Linked DNA regions of Oryzias latipes: region 2 is linked to region 1. A link is a contact called in public Hi-C data. All regions are on one chromosome and are shown on one strand. Each heading gives the region's core, a stretch centred on a gene start, on an enhancer-like site or on the middle of the called end of the contact. The rest is flanking DNA. Distances are from core to core; before and after follow the strand shown.

What was found. A called contact is a pair of places that touch in the nucleus more often than the background predicts.
Region 2: a Hi-C map of embryo shows a contact between it and region 1, with 1.8 times the contacts expected there. The contact joins the enhancer-like site here to the promoter of LOC101162428 in region 1. A contact is called at or near these places in 2 of 5 Hi-C or Micro-C datasets (both in embryo).

The regions. Positions count from the first base shown.
Region 1 is chr1:21,393,364-21,396,630 of ASM223467v1, forward strand. It overlaps LOC101162428 (serine/threonine-protein kinase/endoribonuclease IRE1-like), which reads left to right and starts at 1,723. Exons shown (of 24, transcript NM_001278895.1): 1 at 1,723-1,788; 2 at 2,442-2,559; 3 at 2,656-2,689. The coding sequence starts at 1,723. chst12 (carbohydrate sulfotransferase 12) reads left to right here. Exons shown (of 6, transcript XM_004065970.4): 6 at 67-624. The coding sequence ends at 348.
Region 2 is chr1:21,455,689-21,458,955 of ASM223467v1, forward strand. No RefSeq gene overlaps it. Among protein-coding and RNA genes, the nearest start is that of gna12, 17 kb to the left of the region's middle. Within about 2 kb of position 1,488, at least 1 of the 8 cell types and tissues checked has an H3K27ac peak or open chromatin away from gene starts, as enhancers often do. A contact at or near this core is called in embryo, where this site is marked.

The DNA.
Region 1 (3,267 bases), core at 473-2,972:
GTTTATTTCTGTTGCAGTATACATGAAAGTGAAACAATCATTCGTGGGTCTGTTTTCCTATTACAGGTGTACCGTTTGTGCCATCCTTGTCAGGTTAAGTACGATTTCATCGGACATCTGGAAACCCTGGAAGAGGACACGGAGCGTCTACTGAAGATTTTGAAGGTGGATCATCTGTTACACTTCCCTTCAGGGGCCCACAACCTCACCTCCACCAGCTGGGAAAGAGACTGGTTTGCACAGATTCCCATCGCAACAAGGAAAGAACTCTACAAACTTTATGAACCAGACTTTGAGATGTTTGGCTATGCCAAACCTGATGGCCTTCTCCAGCAGGAACTTGACTGAGCAGAAGTGGACAGAACCATCTTTTGCCTTTTCACAACCTTAGTTCATCTGTTATTTAATGTTTATATGCTTTGACAGAAGTGCCTGCCTGAATATTGTATTTATTTTTTAATACGAGTGAACCTGTTACTCTCCACACAAAGTCACTTTGAATAATGTTTTATGAGTAGAGTTGTATTTTGCTAAATCAAGATTGAAGCATTGGGACTAAGTGCAAACTGGTATAACTGAAGGAAGATTTGTTGCAAAAAAAATAAAGAGCTTGAAAAACCCAAATGTTTTGTGAAAAGTAGCAGCAAAATAGAAAAAAAAGCTTGAGATTTAAGGGTTGACTAAATTAGGATCTAGCTTAAGTCTATCATGTGGCCACATGCAAACACAAACTTTGTACATACTAGTGAAGAACAGTCACTAGTTTGTAGTTGTATTAAAGGTAATCTATTGGATTATTTATTATCAGTTATAGTGTAGATCAGATCCTCTTTGATCCGTCCACTGTGGCTCTATGGCTTTAAAGAACAAGGGTAAAAATGTCAGATAAAAAATATACATGTAGCCCAGGGTCTTTTATTTTAGGTTTTATTTATACAGTGAATGTGAAGTAAAAGAAGTATACTGACTGAATAATTCTTCAGATTAAATTGAAAATTTTTAAGTTTACAATATAAAGATAATATATTATAATATATATTATAATATAATATATATATAATATATAATATATATATAATATATAATATAGTATATAAAAAGTAAACTTCCAAGTAGTGGCTCACTTTCAGTATAGATTAAAGTGTCCTTGTGGCACATTAGACTACTTTTGTCTGAGGGGAAGTTATGTGGGCCTAAATTTAATGTATTCTTTTATTTCATTATGTAAAGTACTTTCAAACTTCTCTGTATGTATGGAACAGAGGCGCAACAATTAAGTCATCCACCACTTTCTGTTGCACAAAAAGCCTCTTGTTGCGTTCACGCATGTCCTGTTGTCTGTTTCCACGTGTTCCAGCCGTTTCTAAAGCCCCGCCCATACTAGTCCAAGCCTCGCTTCTGATTGGTCGGTGTTCCTGTTTCTCAGGGTGAGGGGTGGTGAAGCCTGCCCACAGTCGGGGTTTGACAGATCTCTCCCGACGTCACCGGTTCCGTCCCAACACGGAAATATGGAAGTGTCAGGAGTAGTAGACATGGATTTAAAGCGGTACCGCTGAAATATTTACATTTTTTAAAATAGTATGAAAATCTATCAATATCGTTACCTCTGCGCATGCGTTTAATTATGAGACAACGATCTGAAAATGAGGAAAGAGTTCGACGTTTATTGTTAGTTCGGCGGCTTTAATTCTCCGGACCTTGAAACGTAGTGTTTCGGGGGTCATGGGAACTCTCGGACTCCTGCTAATATGTCTTTTCCTGCTGACCTGGGAGGCTGACCCAATTCAGGTAAACTTCGTCAAAGTGTGCAACTGTTTCTGCTTTTGTTTACACCACCTTATCATGGCGTTTCTACTTTTGGCACATGTGTCAATTTTAAGGTCCGGGGAAGTTGCCAAATTATGTTATTTTTTTGGGAAGCGTTAAAGTCAGCCCAGCTCGCTTGAACGAACGGTACCAGGCTGTTTCTGTGCTTCATTTTGCTTAGAACCCCCCCCCCCCCCCCAAACTGTCAATGTGGGCTCCAACACGCATGCGCACAAATGGTTTTTTTTATTGAGTTATTACGCTAATTTTGGTTGAAGTCCAACCAAAACATTCAAGCTCAAACCAACTTAAACCTCAGTTGACCCTCAGTGTATTCGGTATTATTACTACTTTTGGGCGTACATACGCCCCCGCCTTCATTTAGTAAAAGCAGAGAAGACATAAACAAACATTAGGCCCCACAACACACCCTTAGAGAATAAGGATATCCTGCTGAGTGAACGGTGGATTTCTACATCAGCCCCGCCACACCCACTGTCATAAACCCACTCATGCACCCACTCTCCAGTCAAGTCGTTGTACAGTCTAGGGATACATGACACGACAGCTGTCCTGGGGGTCCGTTTTCACCATCACTTTTTTTTTATTTTTTTTATTTCTCTGTATTTCTTCAGGGTGCAGGGGCCAGATCAGTCACACTCCCAGAGTCCCTTCTGTTCATCTCCACCTTGGATGGCAGCCTGCATGCCGTCTCCAAACAGACAGGAGACATCAAGTGGACCCTAAGAGAAGGTTCATGCACTCAGACGTCAGCGCTATTCACATTTTTTTTTTAAACTTTTGGTGCCTCAAATTTTTCTCATGAAATGATGATCTTATTTTTTTCAGACCCCATTATTCAAGTTCCTGTTTACCTCACAGAGTAAGCCACACCCCCCTGCTCAATATGCATGTCAAATTCACATTCCCACTCAGATGAAGATGGTTTTTAATATGTTCTTGGGACATTTCTGATGATAAAGGACATATGTAAAGAAAACTAAGCTTAAAATTGCATTCATGACTATTTCTTTATCCAAATCTTGTGAATCAATAAAATGCAGTTTGAAAAAGAGCTTATTTGTTATGCAGAAAATACCACATATAGACGACTAAAACTTAAAACTGTACGGGTGGATAGTTCTGATATTGCTCTCCATCTTTGTTGCACCGGTAAAGTTAGGTTGGGGGTGTTAGGGGCTGTGAGCTAGCAGTAGAGCGTGTGAACAGAGAACTCTCAGCAACAGGTAGGGGAAGGGGGTGGGTGGGGTTGCTCTGCGGAAATGGTCCTGCCCACAACTCAGAGGTGCATTTTTGGTTAACTCCTGCTGCTCTGCAGAAACTATGTCCTAGAGAATGGAACAGATTTTGAAGGTGTGTAAATGTAAATAAAATTATGTACTTATGTGAAATGCTTAAAGACTCACTTCGATCATCTTTTGATCATTTTTCAAAGCTTTC
Region 2 (3,267 bases), core at 238-2,737, 62 kb after region 1:
CACAAAGTCTTCTTTAGCCCTATAGAAAAATAAATTGCTGATTGGTATTTAAGTTATTGTTACTATAAGGATAAATATATAAAATAAACTATTGTTTTTTTTTAGCATAAATAAAACAAAAACAAGAAGCTGACATGACTTTGTTTCAAATTAAAAGACATCCTGTCGCAGACATTTTCAATGCAGCATATGAAGTAGTAGGTAGTGTCGAGTCAGCAGTTATTTAAAAGAAAATCAAGTTTAGTTTACTATTTGCTGTGTATCTCAGCCAGAAAATCTTAAATCTATTAGAATAAAATGTATTCAGAGCTAAACATGTTACAATTACAGTAGTTTTCAGACCACAACTTAAAGCTATTGAATCTTTTCAAAAATAGATATTCCGCTTTATGATCCGGTGCGCCTAAAGTATAAATTCTGGTTGTGTTTTCTTACCTCAAATTAATTTTTTTGTAGTACACTGTGCTCAAAAATCTGCTTAAATGTTTTAGTACAACTTTGGTAAGCTACAAAGCCACACCGCATGATGGATTGTTGGAGCATTATGGGCACCATAGTCAGAAGCCTGGTGGAGCGATACGGGCTGTGCTTCAACTGTTTGTAAATTATTTGAAAAAAACTTGAGTTTTCTGACTGTTTGGTTTTGCTTGATGTGTCTTGTAGTAAGAAAAAAATGTTATTTTATTAATTATTATATTTATTATTATATATTTATATTATTATATTTACATTATTATTATAAAATGAAAAACGTTTTTAATTGTCTATAATCAGAAAGCCACAATTAATGAGTCAAAGATCCCCACGTATAGCTCTGAAGCCTCAGGTGGCAAACTCAAAACTTGACAAGAACCAGAAAATGCCTGAAAATCTGTTACAAACATGAAGAGCAGCTTTTGAAGAAAATGGATCAAAAATTAAATTAAAATTGCATTAAAAATGTCCATTAAGTAAAAACACATATTAAAAAAAACTCTGCAAATGTTTAATAGTAAGAACCACCACTTCTTTCCAGAAGAATTACAAGTTTAATAAAAATTAATCCCAAAAATTCCTTAACAACAAAGCAGCCAAATTATCCAAAAACCTAGTTTTTGGTTTTCTCCTTCTTAAATTTATTTTCTAAATTCTCTTAATGTTTTTTCCTGGGCTTTCTCACAAATAAAAAAACTGTCTATGCATTACATTTTCTCAGCTGGGGTCTCCCTCCTTTTCATCACATTGTTTCTTCTCCCTTTAGTCAAGTGAGCTGAGGTGAAGCTTGCAAATCTAGACGAACCGTTCAGAGCCTCTCGCTCAGAAAAGCAACAGGAGATCTTCTGTTTCAAAAACACCCCACCAGAGGGGCAGGAAGAGCCAGTTTCACTGCACGACAAATCAGCCTTTCTTTTGCCAGTTAGGTTTTCAAAACCTGAGTAATCCAGAGGACTTCTGTCTGCCCAGCAGCTGTTGTCTCCAGGATGACGCCTGTGAGTCACTGTAAGTTGAGCCAACAGAAAGCGGCCAGCTGGACGAGACAGCAGACAGAAAATTCTTTGAGACTGTCTAGGGAATCATCACATTTCATTGGTCAGTCTTTGCTTATACCTGAGGTTTGATGAGTGACCAGTTTCCTCTGTGGAATGAAGATAAATATATGAAGAAAATCAAGTACCTGGCAGAAAAGTTCAGACATAAGAGAGAGGTTATCACAGTTAGTAAAATAAAACACAACACAAAGCCTTTTGTTTAGAGAGGTTTTCATCATTAAAAAAATACATTTCTAAACCAACTAAACCTTCAAGACTGCAAATAAATAAATAAAACAGATAGCTTTTTTTTCATAATTATAATGTAGTTTAACTGTATTGGTTTCTCTGTCATTAAAGCTGCCTTTAAAATGAATTCAAGTGATATTGCTTGATTGCTTTCGTCAACAGCCACCTTAGTGTGGTGGAGGGGTTTGAGAGCTTGAGTGATCCCAGGAGCTAAGCTGTCTGGGGCTTTGTTCCCTGATAGGCTCTTTTATGGGGGACAGGTCCTCTGTGACGAGCCAGACAAACCATGGTGAGAAGTAGAAGACAAGATTCCACTACCTTGCCCGGCCTGAGGTACGGCCCAGACTCCTTCTATGGGCCCCGAACAGGTTCAGCCTGAAGGAATGACATGGGATTTCTCTTCCATGGGCCCACCACCTGGATGGTTGGTGGCAGTTGAAGGTGGATGCTTTGGCGGCCGTAGTCTCAATCATGGAACTTGGATTTTGTAAATTTGAGGCAGTGGTTCTCGACCAGAGAAAGGTAGCTTGCCCTCTCTGGGTGGGTGGGGCACCAGGTGGAGGAGTTAAAGTATCATGGGGTCTTGTTCATGAGTGAGGGAAGATCAGAGCATGAGATTGACAGATTGGCAGATTGCAGTGAACCAGCCATTATGCAGTCTCTCTACAGGTCCGCTGTGGAGAAGAGAGAGCTGAGTCGGAAGTCAAAGCTCTCAATTCACCGGTCAATCTTCTTTCAAATACTCACCTGTGGTAATGCTCTGGGTCATGATCGAAAGAAAAAGCTCTTGAATACAAGCGGAGGAAATGAGCTTCCTCTGTAGGGTGGCTCGGCGTTCCCTTTGAGATAGGGGGAAAAGCTCGGTCAAATGGAGAGAGCTCGGATCAAAGCCGCTACTTCTTTACATTGAGAGGAACCAGCTGAGGTGGATCTTGGATCTGGTCTGGATTCCTCTTGGTCACCTTCCTGGGGAAGTTTTTTTTCTCCACTGGGTGGAGGCTGTAATATATAAGACCCAGGACACGCAGAAACTACGTCTCTCGGCTGGATTGTTAATGCTTTGATGTCCCCCCAGAAGGGCTGGAGAAAGTGGCAGGGGAGAGGGAAGTCTGGGCATCTTTGCTTAAACTGCTGCCCCTGCTAACAGGTACCGGATGAACAGAGGAAGATATGCGGATGGATAGATGTTATCGCCTGTTCTGAGTTTTTATCATGGTTAGAATATTAGGAGGAGAATTTGTTGAAATTAAATCAGAATTTCTGTAAATTTTGGACTGAGTGCATGTTTATTGTTGAAATGTCCATCCATCCATTCATTCATTTTCTTGAACACCGGTGAATCCCTTTCAGAGTTATGGGGTTTTGACTACTTTTGGGCAGGTTGCTAATATGTCAAAGAGCCATACAACTACACACACTTAAAATCAAACCTTGGGAACAATTTAGAATCATCAATGAACCTATGAAACATGTTCTTGGACTGTGAGAGGAAGCTAAAGTGCCCAAGAAA